2 separate regions of the Gossypium arboreum genome follow, and region 1 is linked to region 2. The links are chromatin contacts, called in public Hi-C maps. All regions are on one chromosome and are shown on one strand. Each heading gives the region's core, a stretch centred on a gene start, on an enhancer-like site or on the middle of the called end of the contact. The rest is flanking DNA. Distances are from core to core; before and after follow the strand shown. Region 1 has its middle 6.5 kb from the start of LOC108450428. Region 2 holds the start of LOC108449997 (transcription factor MYB44-like).

Region 1 (5,278 bases), core at 578-3,077, 37 kb after region 2:
AATGCCGAAAGAACAACTACACTCTTCACTTTTGTTGTGCATTCAAAATGTAGAACATGATAGAATCACTTTTTTCGCTTTTGGAGTTCATGTTTACTCGTGTGTAAACAGGAAAAGTGAGCAAAGATGGAGCATATTCGAGGGAAAGGAATGTTGACACTTTCCAACAAAATCTCATGCTTTGTTTTAAAAAATGTCCGACCCATCTATGCCGCCAACTTGAGCTAAAGTATATAATGTAGACATAAGCAGCTAAGCGTAGCTAATATTTTCAAACTCTTTCGTACACATTACTGTATATTGTGCTACATATAAAATGAATTTTATAAAGCCCATTTGATTAATATTCTTTCATTAAAACCATAAACGGTTACCATGTTGATTCTCAATTTACTAAACAAATTCGGCTACTGTTTTTAATTTCGCAACCAAAATTAATAATTAAATATATGGGATATTCAACCGATATGTAAAATTAAAAACTTTATTATTTGGTAAAGGCGAATGGTTTGAGTCTTGAATAGCTAGATTCAAAATCTATCATGAGTAGGTATTTGAGTTGTGTGGGTAAATAATTTTAAAAATATTTAACAAAAATCATATAAAAATAAATTATTTACAAAATACATGACAGATAATAATCTCTTATTATTTGATGAAAAAAAGTAATATCTACTCATATTCATTAGTCGGAAAACTGAGATGCCCTGGCAATACTTGTTTAGTATGCACCGGCATGGTGCTTCAGAGATTGACAGTTCAACAATTCGACTTATTTTTCTTCAAAAAAGTAAGTAGGAGATATGCTTCAAAAACTCTTTTTCTGGGTTGTTGTAAAGGATGAGACACGTTAAACTTAAAGATATGGTATTAAATGCTTATATAATTATTTAATTTTCATGAAAAATATTTAATATACGTACTATATAAAAAGACCGCGTACCAGATGTAAACACGCGCGTCGGGTGTTCGGAAAAGCGTGTGAAACCAATCTGGGTCTAACATGATTATGCAATGAAAATTAAAGAAAAAGAGAAGACTCGGATAAATTCGTTTTTTCTTTTTTCTTTTTTTTTTTGCCAAAAACTAGGATAAATTTAGTTCATCTTTTGCTTGTTTATATCTTTTATTAATTTAGATTTTATATTTTTTAGCTTAATTTAACCATTGATCATTTTAAAAGAGGTTAATAGTTTTTTAATGAAAATACTAATTAAAACATTAATTTTAACAATGTTGGTATGACAACCCACATGATAATTTATGTAAACTTTATATTGACTTGATATTATTTGTCTTGACATTATTTGTCTTATATTCCACGTTAACAAATATTTTAAAAATTATAAAACTATTCAAAAAATTAACATGAATTATATATAAATTGTCATATAAGTTGAAATATTTAAAAATTAATATTTTAGTTAGTATTTTTTTGAATAAAAAATTCTTTTGAATGGTCGATAGTTAAATTTGATTATTATTATTTTTTAAGGTTGAAAATGAAATTTAACTTAAAAGAGAATAAAACAAAAATGATAAAAAGTTTAAATATTGCGGACTAAATTTGATATTATACCAAACTAACCTTTTAATATGGCTATTCCTTGCCCTGTGACATCATGCCGTATCTTTATAAATTTATAGAATTGGAATGTAAAGTCAAATTCGAACAACACGAGAGCAAATTTCAAAGTAAAAGCTTGCTCTGTTTCTTCCATCCGATTTTGCATTGGCCCCCCAAGAAAAAAGAATTACAAGTAAACCCCAAATTATCATAAAATATAGTATTCGTGGTAGTTTTAGAGGAGGGAAAGTGAGGCTAAGTCAAACAATCCTGTTAAAGGACCCACTTCTGCAAAGCCTTTCACCGTCCTGATAAAGCGAGATCCTTGTATATATAGACAGAGCGGTAGCTAGCAATTCCATACAGCATTTCAAAGATTACGGATTACCCAATTTGAAACCAATCGACAGGGCATTTTTCTTTTGTGTGTGTGAGAGACAAGAAGAAGAACAGCTATAGCTCAACATCTTTATTCAGCAATGAAGCGTATTCTGTGTGTGCTCGGTCTTTTGGCGTTGCTGGTTTCAGTACAGCTGGATGGTGTCCATGGGCGAGCCCTTCGATCAAAGACGACGGACGACAATGTGGTTGTTCCAAGTTTGGAAGGAGAAGCGGTGGGTGTTCCTTCATCGGCTGTTTCGACAAACGACTCCCGCAGCAGCCGTAAGTCGTTGAAGAGTATGGCTTTTACATTAGCCTCCGGACCAAGTAGAAAAGGTCCTGGGCATTAATCTTAAGCATATTGTTGGAGTCCTGGAGACTTTATTATTATTATTTTTTTTTTGCTATTTGGGTTTTTCAAATTGTACGAGGGACCCAGGCATTGTTGCACAGATTTGTAAGCTACAGGCTATATACAGCATTTGTTGTTCCTGTTTAATCTCCTTCCTGGACAACCGGAGATTTGTTTATTCATTCGTTTAAAATAGAAGCTTTTGATTATACTTGTAATATTTGACAGTTTAGGTTGAGAACTTTGAGGTAGTTACACACTTTTTTTTTTTCAGAATTAGGAAAATCTGTGTACTTTACTTGATAATGAAAAAGATAGAAATCATATACTTTTTTATGATGATGATGTCCTTTTAAGGTTTGTATGACTTTGTCTGCAAAATCACCTACCACTTACCAAGTCTCTCTCTCTCTCTCTTTCTCTTTCCCTCCAAGAAAGTAAGTCATCTGTCATGTGAGCTAAACCCATCTGAAAGCAAGCAATTTCGAAATCTAATAATGTAATCTAAACCAATGGCCAAACAAAAAGCAACGAAGATCGGCAGATCTTGCATTACCCGTTAGCTTTGACCGCTGCCTCCTTTGATACTTGTATGTCAGATTTAGCTCACATTTCATTTTCCTGTTGTGTTTCTATACAGGCTGGAAATGGATTTCAATTCCAAAATGTTGGTTTGTTTTAAGATTTATTATTGAAAAGCTTGCAAGTTTGGAAATAATGTTTTAACAACTCCATCTCTAGCTTAGCCAATAGCTTTCACGTCTCTCTCCACTGAGCTTAAGATGGATAATAAATTAAGAACAATGTTATAAAGGACTTTAGATTTCTAAGGTGATAGACCCCGTGAAAGGAACAACTAATCTTAATGTGTGTTTAAAACAACACTCAGGGTTTAGATGGAATATATTTATTTTGGTCAAAATAATATACTGTAACTTTAAGCTTTCGGCTTGCTATATGCTGAATATTGCATCTCCATTTCAATTTGTGTATATGATTGTCAAATACTGTCACCTAACACTGGCAAAAACCACCTTCTTCTGTCCTCTAGGGTGTTAAGTTGAGGATGTGCACCAATAATATAAGGAAATGGAGATTTGGTAGTCAAAATATTCGATACTAAAAGTCATCACATGGTTAGGAAAGCTGGTGCAAATTAAGTTTTCGAAGATTGAATTTCAAATGTTACCATGCAATCGGCCCAAAACTAAGCAATTCATGTCCCCAAGTTAGATGGATGTGGCCAATCCATGACTATTCAACCTACCAGATGACAACACGTGTAGGTTAAAATTTTGGCAGTAGTGAAAAGTAGCTATAAAATCCTCTTTTGACCTGATCATCCAGACATGACACATGCAAATTCCAGAACAAACTAAACAGGCTTCTTTAACAAAGCTACTACCAGGATGATTACTTAGATTAAGTACAGAGGAGGATCCTCACGGGGGATTAGACCCCAAAATTTTGGAAAATTTTAGATGTTTCAAATTTTAGAAAAATTTCATTATATCATGTAATTTATTTAAAATTTTTAATTAGACTTTTTTAAATTTTTTAAAAATTCTCATAAATATTTTAGTCAGAACCCCAAATTTTTTTTTAAAAAAAAAAAGGTTTTATTGAACTCCTAAAATTTAGTTTCAAAATCCACCTCATTATTTTGATTCAGTATGGCCCAGACTATCATAATTTTAAGTCGTTGGAAGGTTAAAAGCACATTCAATCGTTTGTTTCATATTGTGAGCTAAATTTTTGAGGAAACTTGGTCCCCTCAATGCTAATTGCTAACCTAAAACTGGGTTAAAAAGTAATGTTGTTAAACTAACATGAGTCTCCGTGCAGAAACATTCACAAAAAGAGCACAGCAAACAAACAAAAGAAGGGTCAATTATGGGAAAAATTCAAACAAAACTCTTTTACACTTAACACGTTTTTCCAAAAAGGATTCCTTGATTAATGAGAAAATGTTGGAAAGCGGCGGACAATTTCACTTGCATCGTGCCTCAGGTCCCCATAGGCCAATGTCCTATTGCAACACCCCCCCCCCCCGGGGGCAAAAAAAAAAAAGGCATAGTATTCAACTCAAAAACTAACGGCGGGAAGCGCGAGTAGGTGGACATGCGCAAGAGATGGAATTCAATCAATCAAAGTGGATAGAAGGCCAATAAGATTGGCTGTCTTATTTATTTTTTTTGATTTTAATATATATATTGTTGATATAATGATTCAACAAGATAAAAGTATAAAGAATAATATAGAGATTGTCATGGAGACTAATTCATCCAATCGAGTAGAGCTAAAAGTTATGAAAAATAATAGTGAAGAGAAATTCAAAGTTGAGAGTGTAGACTTAGTATCTTTTTTAAGTTTAATTTCTTTATCGTTTTTTGAGGTATTTATAGGTAAAAGTATCGTATAAAATAGTGCTAACGTATTAAACTTGCCATTTAGTCATCATTATAAAGCATGTGGGAGGGATATCTTCGATGAGACAATAATGTTTGTGATAGGATAAATCCCATCATTCATTTCGATTTTGTTGAGATAGAGCAATTAAACTCACATGATGTTTAGGATCAACAACTTCATATTCTCAATAAAGATTAGGTCATCCGTTGCACAAGTAGTCATCCTAGAAAGACGAGTTTACATGTGTGACCTTTCGACTAATTGCTGACAAGCTTACTCTTCAGGCATTTTCTTAACTTACCACATATCTTAACATGGATGGAGATTTATAAATATGAGTCCAAATTCTAATATCCACACTCCTTTTCATTTCCCCAATTCTAATATTCAAGCTCTATTTTAAATATTTAAAATATATTAAGCTTTTATTATTATATTTTCAACAGCATTTTAAAATTTAAAACAAAAAATTATTTAATTTTATAAGAGACAAACTAATTTACTCGTATAGTATAGAAATGTAATCTCCTATGAACTTTCACTTCCAAAACTCTTGTTCCCTTACC
Region 2 (5,041 bases), core at 2,002-4,501:
TACTTGTTTTAGCTGGAGGCGAAACGACCTAGCTTGGCTAGATGTGAACTCATCCAAAGGAATGCTCGATTTTCATCAAGACTCGTCCACATTTGCCACACCAATAATTTAAGGAAGAGAGACTTCAACAACAGCAAATATCAATCATTTTGGTTAAAAAAGCCATGTTTTTGTTGGTGAGTGGGGATAAAAATAAACTTATGGAAAATTAACAAAGGCTTTGATGTGTGTATCAATGGCACTTTGTTTAAGGTTCTATTTGCCCTCACCTATATTATAGTGTGCAAAAAAGTTACTCGCAAATAAATCTCGAGTATACAAATGAAGCCCAATGACTGCTGACGTTTTGCATTGACGGAAGCAATCAATTAAGCATTGAGCAGAGCATAACAAGAATTTCTGTAATAATTCTTTATAGAATAATCTAGGAATATAAATTATGGTGGAAGAATAGAAAAAAAAAACTTTTGATGTGTTTCATGGTGTATCATGCAAATGAAATTTCACTCCTATTTATAGGAGGTTTCATGTCTTTTTATAAGAATATAACTACTCAAATGGATAGTCACATCTTTAACAATAAAGATAATTATTTAATAAATATCTACTTGAATAATTATGACTATTTGTTAATAACCAAGTAATATAACTTTTAATTATTTATAAATTTTCATTTACAACTATATATATTTCAAAAATATTTGAATAGATTTTAATAACCAGAAAAATATTTGTTTTTACTCGCTTGATTCTTCTTCTCTTTAATGCATTTCAAAGTGATTGAGATCCTAATAATGGCTAGTGGAATGAATGATTGATAAAACGATATTTTTTGTCGCTGAAATTCAGAGGGAGCTAGCTTTGTTTTTATCATACTTTTAGGTGATTGGTGGCCTAACTTTTTCATAGCCTAAACTTTCTAGCCTATAATCTCTCTTTTAAATGCGTACTTGTCTACAGGATTATGATACTGCTTTCATCATATCGACCACGAAATAGGAACAAAAATTTTGCTTTTTTGCTTTTTCTTATATGAAAAAGTAGTCAACAGAAATGCTAATTTATCATATTTATGAATGATTATTGCCTTTTGAAATTCAAGATCTAAAATCAATCCCAGTTTCTCCATTTCACAAATCTGCCTTTAATTAGCAATTCCTTTATTTCACTAGATTTCCATATTTAACATGATAGGCTGACCTGCAAATCCCATGCAACATGTTCCTCCATTAATTCAGGTGTCAGCTTCATAAAATATAGATAGTACTCGAACAAGGCTATGGTGAGATTATGATGGGCTGCACATTCTGTTCTGTTGAATAATCAAAGTACATTCATTGATTCAAAGCAGGGCAGAGCACTATCATTTTATCAGACAATTATATTCTTGGGTCTGCAAGAAAGGGGCATTGCAATTGAGTGCTTGAGAATCAATGCAGTCTTAAGATTTGAAGCACTTAGTCTATAATTTATTTTCTCTCTGACGCATGTACTCTTTCGGCAACTAATCTTTTATTTTTAATGCAGCTGCAAATTAAAATAATGGCAGACTGATCCCAACTTGCAGTTTATTGGAACTGAAAAATGGGAACTTTGTGTTTTTAATTTGTGAAGTAGGAGATAGGGGAAGGCTAAATTCTAATACAGGGCTCTGTTTCCAGGAAACATCCTCCTCCTCTGTGTACCCATGTGATGTTGCCCTTCTTTTTGCACAAATAAAATCCCTAATTATATTTTTAAATCCCAGGATTTGATCCGTATTTTGATGTACTTAAAAGGCGTCCCACACCGTCCATTTTGGTCCTATAAATATATTAAAAATAACTCATCCGCATATACTTGCAACATAGGCCATGCTTTGACACAATCCATAACTTAATTTTGTTATTTTTCTTTATCCGTTTTATTCTCTACAATATAATTTTATTCTTTTATTTTCAATGTAACATAAATTTATTGTTTAAAAATAAAACCCAAACCCAAAACCTTTTACTTTATTTCTTACATTTGAATTGTTAATTAAAATATCAATTTATCCTATACAACTCTACTAATAATGTATTAAATATACTTGCATAAACAAATTTACTTAATAATTGTGAAAATAAATGTGATTAATAGTTGATTCGGTATGAATTTTTAGGTAAACTAAACCATCTAACTATAAATTTTCTAAATTTACTTGAATTTTTAAATTAATCACTCAATTATAAATATATTTTTGTTACCCAATTATAATTTTTTTTAAAATTTATCACTTAACTAATAAAAAGGAGGAGTGATATAACAGATGAAAATTTGGTATAATATTAAGCCTAACCTTAATTTTTATACTTTATATCAGTTTAGTTGTAAATTTTAAAAATAACCTCTAAATTTACAAATGATATTAATTTAATCTTAATTTTAAAAATTCAAATAAATTTATAAAAATACATAGATATTTTTAAAATATATAAAATAAATTTTATAATAATATTAAATTCCAAGAAAATTTGTCTTAAAATGATAAAAAAAATAACTTTATGCATCTTGAGACTTGTAAGATTCTTACATCAACTTAACTTGTTCCATTACCATTTCATTCCTCCCCAAAAATAGCTCCAATTCAGCAACCTGCAATTTTCTCCATTCTCCTCTAAAGCAGCTGTCTTTTCTCCCCCAATCATGTGTTCTAAGTTACCCACACCACATCTCTCATCAGACAAGCTATCCAATCTTATATTAGAAAACTGTAGCAGCAACAACAACAGAGAGAGAGAAGGAGAGGGAAGGTGGGAGAGGGTTTTTTATTTATTTAAAATAATTTAATATTAATAGTAATAGTAATATAAAATTTATTTTTTATATTTTTTAAAATATTTATGTATTTTTATATTTTTATTTGAATTTTTAAAATTAAGATTAATTATAGATTTTGAAGGTTAATTTTTAAAATTATGACTATATAGATATAATATATAAAAGTTAAAGGTAAAATTTATTATTATACTAATTTTTAAATTGTTACATTATTCTCCTGTCAATGCAATTAACAAAAATGAATCAAAATAGATAATTTTAATTAATTGAGTGAGAAATTAAAAAATCATAATTAAGTGAGAAAAGCAAATTTATATATTGAGTAACTAGAATTCATAGCTTGTTGACAAAAGAAATGACCCATAATTAACAAAAAAAAATTAAAAATTAGAGTGTGACATTGACAGTTGTATACTAATAACTACCTTGCCTGGAAGGATCCTGAATTCTCAACGGCTATGCCCGGTCACAAGTCACAACTACCACTTCAACAAGTCATACTTCTCCCCTCCCCATATATGTGTATATCCTCCTCCTTCCCTTCCCTTATTCTCCGCTCTTTTATCAGCCCTCTCATCACTTCAAAAATAAAGATTGCTATTGCTATTGTTTTTCCTTTTTGGTAATAAGCTTTTTTATTTTTATTTTTATATATTTCGATGCCATCTACTAGGAAAGACTTGGATCGGATCAAAGGTCCATGGAGTCCGGAAGAAGACGAGGCTTTGCAGCGGCTGGTTCATACGTACGGACCCAAGAACTGGTCTTTAATAAGCAAATCAATACCTGGTCGATCAGGAAAGTCTTGTAGGCTCCGATGGTGCAACCAGCTTTCCCCCGAGGTTCAGCACCGACCCTTCACTCCCGAAGAAGATGATACCATAATCCAAGCTCATGCCCAATTCGGTAACAAATGGGCTATCATCGCTCGACTCCTCAATGGTCGTACGGATAACGCGATTAAGAACCACTGGAACTCCACCCTAAAGAGAAAATGTTCTTCCATGACTCAAGATTTGAACAATGACTCGCCACAACCAATTAAAAGATCAGCCAGTCTTGGTGCTGCTAATAATGCCTCGGGTCCTTGCTTGAACCTCGGTACCCCTTCAGGATCCGATTTGAGCGACTCGAGTTTACCCGCTGCCTCACCGTTTTATAAGCTGTTGGCAAGAACCGGTTCCAGTAAGCATGTTGAAACGGCATCATCCACTACCAATCCACCTATTATACTCAGCCTCTCGCTGCCCGGATTCGATCCTTGCGAAAACTCGGATTCGGGACCTAGATCCGACCCTATTCCTAGCCCCACCCAGGCGCCAGTAACAACAGTAACGGCTCACCCAACTGCCGGTCTCGTAGTGGGGATGCAAAACGGGGAATTGGGGATGGAGAAGCAATTTTTTAGCAATGAATTTTTGACAGTTATACAAGAGATGATTAGAACAGAAGTGAGGAACTACATGTTTGGGATTGAACAAAATGGTCTTTGTTTGCAAACTGAAGCTATCAGAAATGCTGTTGTTAAACGTATTGGTATTAGCAAGATCGAGTAGACAACAAGAAGAATCCGCAGAAGAGCAAAAAATAAAGTCTTTCTGTCACTTGTTTAATCTCTTTCTTTGTTGGTTTAGTTATTTTTATCGTCGATTAAAGAAATAATATTTGTGGTGGTGTGCATAGGGATGCAGTCAACGAGGGGATATTTTTGGTTAGGGGGCCGGACGGAGATTAAAGAAACTCTGATATTGAAAAAGAACATAAAGTAGGCTCTTTGAAAGTTTAAGGAAAGCTGACTCTCATACTATAATCTTTTAGGTATACATTATTGCACTGTCTGCCACAGACGCTGTGACATTTGTAAGTGTTCATTTTCATTCTGCTGTAGTGGACTAAAATAATGTCTTACGTGACTTTCTGAAGTTTCATTGACTATGTTATATTTGTATGACCCAATGTTTTATAATCATAAGCGAAAGCCTTAGCAAGGGCATAATTATTCTATGAAATATTACAGCACAACTGAATAATTGATAGATACTAAGGGTGTAATGCAGTCTTATTATTGGGTTGCTTGCTGAAGCAATTGAACGATTTTGCTCATGGAAGGTCTTGCATGTCTCTCCGCTTCTGTACACTTGATAGCCACCTCCAGCAGATTTTCCATTTTATTTCGGTCATAATCGTATCCCATCGCAGGGTCTATTAGCTCTTCTACCCAAGACGTTGCAGCAGCTCC

What was found. A called contact is a pair of places that touch in the nucleus more often than the background predicts.
Region 1: a contact with region 2 is called in a Hi-C map of leaf, with 4 times the contacts expected there. The contact joins the enhancer-like site here to the promoter of LOC108449997 in region 2. A contact is called at or near these places in 2 of 5 Hi-C or Micro-C datasets (both in leaf).

Annotation. Positions count from the first base shown.
Region 1 is chr5:18,733,069-18,738,346 of ASM2569848v2, forward strand. No RefSeq gene overlaps it. Among protein-coding and RNA genes, the nearest start is that of LOC108450428, 6.5 kb to the right of the region's middle. Within about 2 kb of position 1,828, at least 2 of the 2 cell types and tissues checked have an H3K27ac peak or open chromatin away from gene starts, as enhancers often do. A contact at or near this core is called in leaf, where this site is marked.
Region 2 is chr5:18,695,025-18,700,065 of ASM2569848v2, forward strand. LOC108449997 (transcription factor MYB44-like) reads left to right here and starts at 3,252. Exons shown (of 1, transcript XM_017747408.2): 1 at 3,252-4,724. The coding sequence starts at 3,462. The coding sequence ends at 4,358. It also overlaps the pseudogene LOC108450958.